Linked DNA regions of Rattus norvegicus: region 1 is linked to region 2. Evidence: chromatin contacts called from public Hi-C data. All regions are on one chromosome and are shown on one strand. The core of a region is the stretch at or near the end of the contact, and the rest is flanking DNA. Distances in the headings are between cores, read along the strand shown.

What was found. Hi-C and Micro-C count contacts between places; a contact is called where the count stands out from the background.
Region 1: a contact with region 2 is called in a Hi-C map of Schwann cells, with 5 times the contacts expected there. The contact joins two enhancer-like sites. A contact is called at or near these places in 8 of 12 Hi-C or Micro-C datasets (the A7r5 cell line, the Rat2 cell line, Schwann cells and 4 more).

Annotation. Positions count from the first base shown.
Region 1 is chr13:67,929,361-67,935,931 of GRCr8, reverse strand. It overlaps Lamc1 (laminin subunit gamma 1), which reads left to right. Exons shown (of 28, transcript NM_053966.3): 24 at 18-132; 25 at 1,122-1,321; 26 at 2,221-2,379; 27 at 6,169-6,268. Among named protein-coding and RNA genes, the nearest start is that of Lamc2, 38 kb to the right of the region's middle. Within about 2 kb of position 4,016, at least 40 of the 93 cell types and tissues checked have an H3K27ac peak or open chromatin away from gene starts, as enhancers often do. A contact at or near this core is called in Schwann cells, where this site is marked.
Region 2 is chr13:67,807,318-67,813,843 of GRCr8, reverse strand. It overlaps Nmnat2 (nicotinamide nucleotide adenylyltransferase 2), which reads right to left. Exons shown (of 11, transcript NM_001048042.1): 8 at 5,823-5,899. Among named protein-coding and RNA genes, the nearest start is that of Lamc2, 84 kb to the left of the region's middle. Within about 2 kb of position 1,968, at least 12 of the 93 cell types and tissues checked have an H3K27ac peak or open chromatin away from gene starts, as enhancers often do. A contact at or near this core is called in Schwann cells, where this site is marked.

The DNA of each region.
Region 1 (6,571 bases), core at 2,767-5,266, 120 kb before region 2:
CTGCTGTGCATTTGCAGACCGCTGACCAACTCCTAGCTCGAGCCGACGCTGCCAAGGCTCTTGCTGAAGAAGCTGCTAAAAAGGGACGCAATACCTTACAAGAAGCTAACGACATTCTCAACAACCTGAAAGGTATGAGGTCAGGAACAGCAAAACCTTCCCCATGCCCTCCGAGGAGACGGTCGCTCATTTTCTTTTCCATTTTGTTTTTAGCTCAATTCTCTCAGAACAAAATAGTGTGGTAATTCCCATAGACTATTTAGAGTCAGTAGTTAGCCATGATCTTTTGCAGTCTCTACTTCATCCTCTACACTCTGTGTGTGTGTGTGTGTGTGTGTGTGTGTGTGTATGTGCACATGTGTGGGTATGTGCACATGTGTGTGTAGACTTGAAATCGACTTCAGGTATTTTCTTTGCTGGCTCTCCACTTTGATCTCTCACCAAACCCAGAGCTGATGTATTTGAAAGAAAAATCAGGGTGCCTCATCTTCTCACTCCTTCGCTCTTTACTGAAGACCAAAAGCCATGTGTGGGAGGGTGGCCCGCCATTAGACTAGCATGTCACCATAGCCTCTCTGTGATACAGAGAGCTGACTCTGACACCTAATTCTTTGTTTTAAAGAAACATGCCCGATCCACTGAGGGGCTGATTCTTGTCTGATAAGAATAATCCCAGGCTCAATAAATGAGGAAGATTGGCAGGCACACTCACTACAACTGGCTGCTTTGGTGTCAGCGGGCCTGTTTACCTCCTGCTTCACACGTTAGCTTCTTGAGTAACTGGTTTTCTCATTTGTAAGAAGAATGTCATGCTACCTGACACACAGTTGACACCAAAGACACTGGCTATGACAGTGACATGCTCAGGGCTCTGCTTGGAAGTGACTTCTCAAGTAGGACTCTTCTCAGAAACAGATGTGCATTCGTGTGGCACGAGACCTGGAAAACCTGCGTGGGGCTGTCTGTTTTCCTCCTCTTCTGAGATTTCACTCACAGTGGCCATTTTTTTTTTTGAATACTGATTTTTATCTATTACAAAAAACCAAAATCCAATTGCAGCCTGGTGGAAGGTTTTCCTTCTCGGCAGTTTAATTTAAATGCATGTCTTGAACTCCTTTTAGATTTTGATAGACGAGTGAACGATAACAAGACAGCTGCTGAAGAAGCTCTAAGGAGAATTCCCGCCATCAACCGGACCATAGCTGAAGCCAATGAGAAGACAAGGGAGGCACAGCTGGCGCTGGGCAATGCAGCAGCTGACGCCACGGAGGCCAAGAACAAAGCCCACGAGGCGGAGAGGATTGCCAGTGGCGTGCAGAAGGTGAGCGCTTCCGTCTTCTCCAGCCCCTGCTCGCACATCACACACAGAACGCTCTGGAACCACCCTCGTCTGTTTCTTTTCTTTGCAATACTAATGAGAATATGTAATACACTGAAGAAAGAGAATCAGGAAGAGGACTTTCTAGTCTTGACGTGGGATCTGAGTTGTGAAAAGGGTGGGTCTTAGAATACGTCAGAGACCCCGCCCACAAAAGTTCCTGCCCTCCCCTAAATAAGCATTCTCCAGACCCTTCATAGAGCCGCTGTGGACCACACTGCAGAGGCTCTCTCCACTCTAAAGAGGCATTTCTTCAGGCCGCCTCTTTTTATTTAAAGATTCATCTTACTTATTTTAAGGAAAGATTAGAGCTTGTTTTAAAATTAAGTGTCTGAGAATCACAAAAAAAAAGTTTAATTTCTTGAAAAGGGTTGGTTTTAAATAGATTCTATTTCGTAAGTTGCACATGTTTCAGGATGTGGCCTTTTGGAACATGATGCTAAACTCTCGAGAACGGCCGCCAGCCTTTGAACCTGACATATATCCACTTGAAAAAGTACGATCACTATGGTGCGGTGGAAGGGTTCACGGTTACATTTGTACTTGTTCTCTGTGTGTGACCTCAGCCACACATGGTCAGAACAGACAGGAAATACTAAAGATTAAAGAGAGCACAGATGAAAAGCAAATGCTGTAGTATTTGACAATGATTTTCTTTTAATGAGAACCTAATAGGTGATGAGATTGAGTCGGGATAGTGCCTGTCTTTGTGATGCTCTCCCTGGACCCCACCCGGGCCATTTTGCAGATTGTGAAAGGGACTAGGAATGTGCTGTCCAGCAGGGAAAGCTGCTCCGAGACCTTTGGCTTGTGCTGTGAGCAGTTGCTTCTTCTGTGCCTAGAATGCCACCAGTACCAAGGCGGATGCGGAGAGAACCTTCTCGGAAGTGACAGACCTGGATAACGAGGTGAATGGCATGTTGAGGCAGCTAGAGGAAGCGGAGAATGAGCTGAAGAGGAAGCAAGATGATGCCGACCAGGACATGATGATGGCGGGAATGGTAAGAGGCACAGTGGAGGGGTGCTCTCCGGGAACCCACACACGAGCACACACACATATACACACATACACGAACGTGCACATGCACACACACACACACACTCACAGACATACACACACACAGATATACACACACACTCACATACACTCACATACAGACATACACACACAGATATACACACACACACTCACATACACTCACATACAGACATACACACACAGCTATACACACACACAGATATACACACACACAGACTCACATACAGACATATACACACACAGACACACACACAGACCCACACACACACACACACACACACACACACAGAAACATACACACACATATATAGACAGACTCACATACAGACATACACACACAGCTATACACACACACAGATATACACACACACAGACTCACATACAGACATATACACACACAGACACACACACAGACCCCCCCACACACACACACACAGAAACATACACACACATATATAGACAGACTCACATACAGACATACACACACAGACACACACATATATAGACAGACTCACATACAGACATACACACACAGACACACACACACACACACAGAGACATACACACACATATATAGACAGACACACACATAGACACATGCACACATACACACACACTCACATATAGACATACACACACACAGACATATACACAGACCCACACACACACACACACACACACATATACAGACAGACACACACACAGACAGACACATGCACACATACACACACACTCACATACAGACATACACACATACAGACAGACATACAGACACACACACACAGACAGACATACACACACAGAGAGATACATACACACACACAGACCCACACGTGCACACACACAGACAGACACATATACACACACAGACAGACATATACACACACAGACACACACACATACACTCACTCACACAGACATACACACACAGACAGACATATACACACACAGACACACACACATACACTCACTCACACAGACATACACACACAGACAGACATATACACACACAGACACACACACATACACTCACACAGACATACACACACAGACAGACAGATATATACACACAGACAGACAGACACACACACGCATGCACACACACAGACATACACACACACACTCACACACAGACAGGACACACACACACAGACACATAAACACAGACATACACACAGACATACACAGACATACACAGACAGACACATATACACACATACACACACTCACACACAAGCACACACACGCCTCTTCTATGTGAGCTTCCGTTTGTATCGCATTTTCTGGTCAAGAATCTGTCAGACGCTTACATAGAGGACAAAGAATTTGGCTCCTCTGCCAGGTATTGACGTTGTCCTGTCCCAAAGCTTCTCCCACAGCTGCAGTTCCCAACACTTGAAACAGAACAAATGAAAACAAAGCACAATTGTGAATGCCATGTTTTTTAATGTCGTTTGAATGGATAATTCATACATGGGGTAAATTTTTAAAAAGGAGATTGCAATGAAAAGCCAGTTTCTTTCTTAGTTTTCCCAGCTGCTCGCTCACTAGAGGCAGAGGCCAGTCTCTTGTACAAGACATTTGCGAGGCATTGTGTAGCACTGCGGGGAAGCACGCTGCCTCACGCCTGCTTTCGCTGTGCACCTTCAGTGCCAGCAGACATGTATCATACCACATGGAAGAGGGGACCTGTGAGGCTGCCGTACAAGGGAGGAGGGCAGCTCTGTTCATTCGTGCTGTAGTTTGCATTCAGAACTTCCTGGAGTTCTGACATCCCTGTCCTGTTTGGTGTTGCAGTCACAGGGACTTACCCCTTGCAGTGTCAGGAAGAGGCCAGTTTTCCAAAGCCCCGAATGAAATAGGGCCTCTAGCTGTGGGTTGTGTTTACTTTGGGATAGAAAGGAGGAATGCAAGGGCTGTGGAAGTGATTACAACTTTGTACACCGCTCTGTACAAACAGCTGAGTTTTTTATTTGTTGTTGTTGTTCTCTTTTGCTTTTGTTTAATTGAGACCGAATGGTTTTACCCTGTAGCTCTCTAGGTACACTATGATGGCCTTGAACTCATAGAAATCCTCCTGTCTCAGCTTCCCAAATACTGGGATTAAAGGTGTGCACCACCACCACAACTGGCTAAATAGCCGTTTTTAAACTTTGTGTCGAATTGTTATGTGATTTTTTTCTTTCTTCAATGCAAAGTGAGACTCAAATGAAAATTACGATGAAGCAAACATCAGTCTTCTCTCATACGCTGAATCTCTGGACTTCTTTTTAATTTACATTTATTTATTTCCTGTGGTTTGAATGCATGTGCCCTAAGGCACATGTGGAGGTCTCAGGACGACTTGGGAGAGTTTGATCTCCTTCCACCACGTGCACTTTAGCACTAGAACTCAGGTCGTCAAACTTCGTGACAAGTTCTCTTGCCCATTCAGCCATCTTGCCAGCCCTGTGGATGTCACTACAATGGAAGCATTGTGTTTAAAGCACAAAAAACAATAAAGGATACATATTTGAGTTCCAAAAAGGGATATGGGTTTAATTCAAAGAGTGAAAAGTAAGTTTCTCTTGTTATTTTTGGTCCATAACTTTTTGAGAGCAGCAAGCCATCCCCCTATATACTCTCTCTTTTGTAATTATATCAGTTTTGAAAGTCCAACATTCAGCTAGTATTGCCTGAGTAACATTTTCTTCAACCAGAAGGGTTGTGGCTCTTTCTGGAAGACACCACAGGTTAAACCCAGCACAGTCCTGTGGCCCAGTCCTAGGAACTCATAGGAAGCCTGTATGGGTTCCAAGAACAGCTGCAATTTGAACAGTTAATTTTTTTTATTTCTGTTTTTAAAATTTCCACAATGTTTTGATCCCCAAATATTTGCTTTGTTCTGACCCCAAAACTAGGAAAAATAATTACTGGCCGGGAGTGCAAAGCCACTCCTTTATATCCTGGCTGGGGTTTGTTGGGGAGAGCATCTGCTTTCTGCTACGTAGCTGTTTCCTTTTCCTCCGCCGCTTCCTGTGACTCATGTGCTGTGTGTTTGTTCAGGTTTCATGGAACTTTCCCAAATATGTTTACCTTTGGTTGACTTTGAAAATATCCATTGTAGAGTGTGTGTGTGTGTGTGTGTGTGTGTGTGTGTGTGTGTGTGTGTGTGTGTAGGGAATTCTCAGAAAAGTCTTGCTTTCTGGAGAAAACAAGAATCAGACATCTCTAATAATCAGGGCCCTAAGAGTATTCACATTCTAGAATAATAATTCCTATGTTCAACCTGTACTTAAAAAAAAAAAATAATAATAACCTGTTTCTACTTAATACATTTCATCCTGTGTTTACCCCCAAGTAGTCTCGAGTGGGGGAAAGAGAGAAAATGAGATCATATTGGTTTTCTGACTGCTTATATCATTAAGGGTCCCCAGGTGGTATAGGCCCAGCACTCGGAAGGCTGAGACAGGAGGACCTTGTGTTTGAGACCAACTTAGGTTACATAGTAAGTCTCAAAAAACCAGAAACCAAAAACCCCCGAAACAATCAAAAAAAAAAAAAAGTATATACCATTCTCTGCAGTAGAAATAACATCCTCCACCTGAAGATACCACCCCAAAACCCCGCAGAGAGAGAGACTCTGATTCATCGCTTAGAAAAGGGGAATGCATCTGAAAATAGCCCTGCTGGCTCACTGGAGGAAAATATTTAGAGAAGAGGAGAACATGGAGTCAGAAGTGTTCATGCTGTTTATCCTCTTCCTCTGCAGGCTTCACAGGCTGCTCAGGAAGCTGAACTTAATGCCAGAAAAGCCAAAAACTCTGTCAGCAGCCTCCTCAGCCAACTGACCGACCTCTTGGAGCAGCTGGGTAAGTAACGGAAGAGTTGGTGCAGCCCCTGCTCGCAGGTGTGGGTCCACGGGTTCAGAGGCACATTGGTTCGAGTTCTCCAAAAGCATCCGTTAACACATCCATATGGATGTCTCATTTAGCGCTTTTTTTATTTAAAAGATAACGGTGCACACTGTGTCTCAATTGGCAGAACCTTGTAAGGGTAGTTTGCATTGTCGGAGCACTGACAGGCTCTCAGTTCTAGAGTGCAAGTGAATTGGGGACTCTATTAAGTTCAAGTACTTGAGGTGCCTTCCCTGGACTCAGCCCCAGTAGGGCACC
Region 2 (6,526 bases), core at 719-3,218:
TTTATTTAGTGTGTGTGTGTGTGTGTGTGTGTGTGTGTGTGTGTGTGTGTGTACGTGTACACGTCATGTTGTGTGTGTGGAAGCCAGAGGACAATCCACCTGAACCAGTTCTCTCCTTGTCCCACGTGAGTTGAGGCTTGAACTCAGGCCATCAGTCTTGTCCTAAGTGCCTTTACTCACTGAGCCACCTTGCCAGTCCCCTTTCTATATTTTTTTTCCCTTTCTATATTTTTAAGATGGGAATAGAGATCCCATCTCAAAGGGGTTACGTCCGACAATCTATGAGATACGGCTGAATAAAATTCATTGTCTTTCCTGCTGGAAAGCAAGATGACTAACCAAATATTTTATCTCTCTCTGTTCTCCTAGCCATAGACTAGTGATTGTTGCCAACAGTTGGTGCTCAATCAATGTTTCAAACTGAAAGGATGAACCCAGGCTGGTGAGGCCTCCTTTAATCTTAACTGCTAACATGGCTGAGGAAGGAGGATCATTAGTTAAGAAAACTTAGGAAAGCCCTATCTTTAAAATGAAAAACAAAACAAAACAAAAAACCCCCAAAAAACAAAAACAAACAAACAAACAAACAACACCGGCTGGAAAGACGGCTCAGCAGGTCGGAGTGCTTATCACACATGTCTGACAGCCTGAGTTCGATCCCCAGCACCCACGCAAAGGTGGAAAGAGAGAACCAGCTCCACAAAGTTGTCTTCTGACTTCCACTTGTGTGCTCCGGCACTTGCATGCCATATAATAATAAATGAAACAGGATAATTTTAAGAAGAATACAAAAAGGGATAGGGAGATAGTTCTGTGGCTAGCATGTGGGAAACCATAAACTTAAATTCCCAGGACTTAAGTGCAACAAAAGAATGACGAAGGGGTTGGGGATTTGGCTCAGTGGTAGAGCGCTTGCCTAGCAAGTGCAAGGCCCTGGGTTCGGTCCCCAGCTCCGGAAAAAAAGAAAAGAAAAAAAAAATGACGAAGTAGCAACCGACAGTTACTGAGACAGCGGGGTTCAAAAACGTCTACACTTCCTATATATTTTCGTGCTGGAGAACAACATAAGCTTTAATAACTAGGGTATTTTTAGCCTGCAAGAACCTCGTGGGCAAATGCATGTTTACGTTGACAAGGGCACCGTTGAGAGGTTGATCAAAAGGAGGAATGCTTAAATCAGAATTAATTTGCTTGCCTCCCTTCCACTAGACGATGGGCAAAGCACCAGGCTGAAGTGGAGCCCTACACCACGGACTGGGCTTTGTTTAAGGGAGGAGTGAGGAAAAGGTTTCAGCCCTGGCTGACCCAGGAGCCTTCGGCCTTAATTTAATCTAGTTCCTGACCTGTGTCTGGATACCTGCTGGAAAACAAAGGACTAGGGCACTTCAGGGAAGCCATCAACTTGATGGGATTTAGAGTCACCATGGAGACAAATCTCTGGGCCTGCCTGTGAGGGTGTTTACAGAGTTTACCTGAGGAGAAAAGAGCCACCCTGAGTGTGTGTAGTTACCTTCCGCGGGCTGGGACCCAGACTGAATAAAACAGAGAAGATATGTAGAGCACCAGCCATCATTCCCTTCCCTCTGCTTCCTGACCGGATCCAGAGGGACCGGCAGATTTAGGCCCCTACTGAGATGCCCTCTGTGCAACGCTGAACGCCATCTTCCATGAGCCCAAAGACGCCCTGCTTTCCCGGAGCCCGGAGAATACAAAGTAACAGAAGAAACTAGCCTGCTAAGGAAAGCCAGCGGGCATGGTGCTGGCTGCTGGGCCCTGAGGCTGGTCCAGGAGCCTGGCTCTTATCCCCCCACCCCCCAACAAGAACAAAAATGCCAACCGGGAGGCCACACAGCAGCTCTTTTGTGCGCCACTTGAGAGAAACTCGATGAATATGTACGGAATTCTCTCTCTGCGGAATGTAAAGGGACGGGGTGTGTCACTGGGCACAGGAGGTCAGATTTCACTGTGGACTGATGAATCTTTGTGCCCAGCGGACACTGCTTCAGGGGAACTGTGGGGCTGGGCGTGGAGCCATTGAGGGAGAGTTTTGGTTCTGAGCTTTGAAGCGAGTTATGCTGACTACGGAGCAGACTGGGATGGACTAGGAGAGGCTGTGGGCTGTCTGCTGTGGGGCAGGCCCATTCAGCCAGTTTCCAGAAGACACAGTAAGGCTGACCCTTTACGAACAAGCTCCCGTTTCTTCCCAATCTGTGTGGATGGGGACTCTTTACACCGGAGCCTTGTATCTTTAGATAGTACTTCCCCTCTACCTCCGAGCAATGATCCTAAGACCCTCACAGACTGGGCAGAGTTGGGAAAGAGCAACTGGCTGGGTGGCATCAGGACGCAGGTCTGCTGTAGGCTGGAGCAGCCAGGTCTGATTAACTCCAATCCCACTGTTTCTGCAGGGAACTGGGATTCGTACCACTGCCTCAGACAGGATAGATGCAGGGACTACTGTGCCCTCTGGGATGGATGTCCTAAGTCTCCCAGGTGACCAGCCATCCAGGTTGTCTGTCAGCCTGAGACAGGAAGTTCTAAGAATGTGAGACTGTCAGGTTTTGAACCTTTTTTAAAAATCCTCTTTGTTTTGAGACCCGGCCTCTTGCATTACAGGGTGGCCTTGAACTGGACTCGTAGTAGAGAATGACCTTGAACTTCTGATCTCCCAATCCTGGGACTAGTTTATATGGTGCTGGGGATTGAACCCATGGTTTTGTGCACATGAGGCAAGCACTCTACCAACTGGGCTACTACTCCAGCCTCAGTCTTTGGATCTGTTGTTGTTGTTGTTGTTGTTGCTGCTGCTTTCCATTTGCGTTGCAGTTCTGGGAGTTCTATCCAGGGCTTCACTGGGGGGTTAAGGGTCACACTCTAGCACCAGACTGTCTCCTTAGCCTTGGGATTTTGCACTAAATTCCCAAGAAGACTGAAGCTATCTGGTTACCCTCTTTGGTGCTGGTTTATCCATCCTCTGACTACTCTCAGGAATCCATGAAGTCAAACTGGTCAGGACTGTGGCAAGCCCCTCTCCCACATCATCAGGGGGAATCACTGGAGTGGACAAGACTTCACTGTGACATTTGTTGTTGTTGTTGTTGTGTGTATGTGTGTGTAATGTATGTGTTTTGTATGAGTGCAGGTGCCCTAGGAGGCCTAGAGAGGGCATCAGATGCCCTGTGTTAGAAACATTCCAGAACAAGGTTCTCAGGCCTTCAATGACTCACCACCAAATGTGACATGTCTTTGTCGCCATAGTTCCTCATGCACATGCTCCATATCCCCCTAAAGGTTGTGTCATCATAGTCTTTCTATTATCCACACCCCCACACACACACCAGAATTACAGGTAGTTGTGAGTGGCCAGACTATGGGTGTTGGGGACCAAACTGAGGTCCTTTGCAAGAACACCTAGTGCCCTTCACTGCTGAGCCACGTCTCCAGCCCCTTAAATTTTGTTTCTCAATCAGCCAATGCTCTAAATGCTTTAAAAAGCTCAACACCCGTGACTGAGAGCCAGGAAGACCTGGGGTGGGGTAGAGACCCAAAGCATCAAGTAGGAAATGAGATCTACCCCATAGAGAGCTAACCAGGAGAGAGACTGGCATCAGGGACACGGGCCAAGAGGCTCCCCACAGGTCCCACTTAGTAAACAGCCCCAGGGATTTCCTGTTCACACAAGTGGCTCTTCAGGCTTCTGCACCAGCTGCCAATCGCATCCTTCTAAATTCCCAGATTGCTCAGGCCTCCCTGGAGGGGCCCCCAGACAAGTGCTCAGCTTTCCTGAGATCTCTGCCAGTGACTTTTTACTTTCCCGGCACCTAGCAGAGGGTGGAAGGCAAAAGCTGATTAAGCCACTTAATCCAAAGCAGAAAGGAAGCTTAAAACTTCACCTGCAGGAAATTGCTCCAGGGTCGCCAGATGAAAGGTCCACTCAGAATGGTCCTCCTCTGCCACCCCTCCCCCACAGCACACTTAGCTCACACTCCCTTCGCCAGGACTAGCTACTGGGTGCACAAGGGTTCTTGGTTCACATTTGTTGAACTTTCTTATAGCATTTGTTACAAGCCAGGTGTCATGGGGTGGGGCAAGTCTAGTGCCAGCACTCGATGGAAACAAAAGGATTAGGGGTTCAAGGCCATCCTCAGGTACGAAGCAAGTCTGAGGCCAGCCTGGGCAAAGACAACCCTGTCTCAAAAAGAACAATCAGAAGTCACGTGGCGTTTCCTGTTGATTATGGGATAGGCACTGTGATATACACTTTAAGTTTGGAAGGATCTTCTTTACTTATACCATTAGCCATTTGCACCCCCGACACACACACACACACACACACACACACACACACACACCCCTATTCTCTTGCTAAGGAGAGCCTAGAATAGGTAGTTGCTGTGTCTTCAAAGGTGGCAAAGCATAACCAACCACACCTACAACTCCAAAGGGCAAAGTTTCCTCCTAAGCCCTCCCTGGAAGCTGGCAGCTCGTTCCCAGGAGTTTCACTGTAGCCGATACCTGACAACAGGGTCACCATGACAGCAGTTGCCCAGGTTGGGTTTCAGGAATTGGAGGTTGCAGAAAGCAGTTGAGACTATTGACCTACTCGAGTGTCCAACTGGTGACCTTTTGGCGCCAGGTGGCTGAAGCTCCATCCTTAGAGCCCACTAATGTCCCTGTTTTCAGAACAGCCTCGGTAAAGCTCTGATGGCCCACCTACAGGCTACGTCATTTTCCTTGTGGCAACATCTCTTGCAAGCTTGAGACCCTTCTTATTTCATAAATGCCCCTTACCTTCTTGGGACCCCGGGCGTCTCCTTTTCACGTCTGGCCGCCTTGGCAATGAACTCTTACTAAAATGTTTGCCATTGTTTCAGCAACTGGCAGGCTGGCACACCAAACAGTGGGCATGATGAGCCTGACTCACTATAAAAGGGGCTGCTTGCCCCCTCCTCAATCTCTCCTCACTTCTCTGCTTGTTCTCTTACCCTCTTCTCCTTCTGTCCTTTCTCTCTCCATGCCCCCTCCACATGCTCATGACAGCTCTCTCTCTCTCTCTCTTTCCTACCCCTTCAACTCCCCTTCCCATGCACTGAATAAACTCTATTCTTATACTGGTTCGTATGGCTGGTACCTCAGGGGGAAGGGATGCCTCGGCATGGGCCCACAGAGGCACCCCCTTCCCCCAAACCATACCTTGTCTCTACCAAACATATCCCTGGCTTCTTATTCTTCTTTATAAAAACACAACAGACTGGCCATCCAAGTGAGAACTGATGACGGGAACTTCTAAATGCCTTGAGGGCTCTTTCACCTATGCCAAATTGATCATCTAAAGGATCCTGTTTACCTTTGCCATTAACCGAATCCCCCCTCTGGACCCCTATTCTTTCACTATGGGGAGCTTTGGGGAGTAGTTACTCTCCCTTCAAAGGCCGAAAAGGAAAACAAGCCACGCCTACAATCTCCAAAGGGCAAAATTTCTTCTTGACCTTTCCCTTCATGTCTCCATGGCCCCAGCATGCATGCCCCAGGCAGCACTTGGATCCAGACATTCTATAATTCAGAGTGCTTTCTTTTCTCAGGGTTTCCCAGGGTATGGATGAGGAGGAGTGTGGATAAATATGCAGTAGAAGACAAAGCCTGGGATAGGTGAGAACTTTCCTCCACAGTCCTGTGAATGAATTGCCCTCTTGGGAACTCTGAGGAGGCAAGAGATTCCAGTCTGTGTCGGTGAGTAAGACAGAAGCCAAAGTCAAGCAGGCCTCTCGCACACCCACACCCCCACCCCAAGCCGCTTGTGGATAAGAAACCTGGCTACTCACATCTGCCTCATTCCAGAGTCCTGGGATGCAGAAGGACTCCAGCAGGTCACTACCGCACAGCAGCAAGATGCGCAGCTCTGGGGAGGGAGAACAGAGTTTGCACACGGCATCCGAGTGGGAATCTGGGCGACAGCTCTCAGCTCTCGATCTCTGCACTCTTGGAACTGTGTGGCTCAGGTCTCCTTGACAACCCCACGCCAGGGTATTTTAACATCCCCGCATTTACCCTCCCCATCTCCAGTGGGATTTCCACCCCTTTAGGGCCAGAGCAGGGTGGCCGGGCTCTCTAACAGTGGCAGCCAGCTACATACGTTGGCTTAAGGACTCAGAGCCTCTCTCTGTGTCTCTGTTATTTTCTTTTTCCTTCCCTCCCTCCCTCCCTTCCTGAGACTATAGCCTAGGCTGGCCTCAAACTTGCTGTATAGCTGAGGCTTGAACTCTGGAATCTCCTGCCTCAGCCTCCCTAGGGCTGGATAACAGACACTTATTTCTGTGTTCTCTCCATCTAGAGCGGGCCTTCTTGGACAAGTTCCAACTCGGCAGGGATGGGATGGAGGGAGACTGCTGGCTGCAACAGTGCAGTATCCCAGTTGATCGACTGTGGCCATAGGCCTCAGCAAAGGGCTCAAGAAGCGGCCTGGAGCCACCTCCCCTTTACCCATGGTGCTCGCCGCCTGTCAGTTGTTTTTCCTTCCCTCATTAAG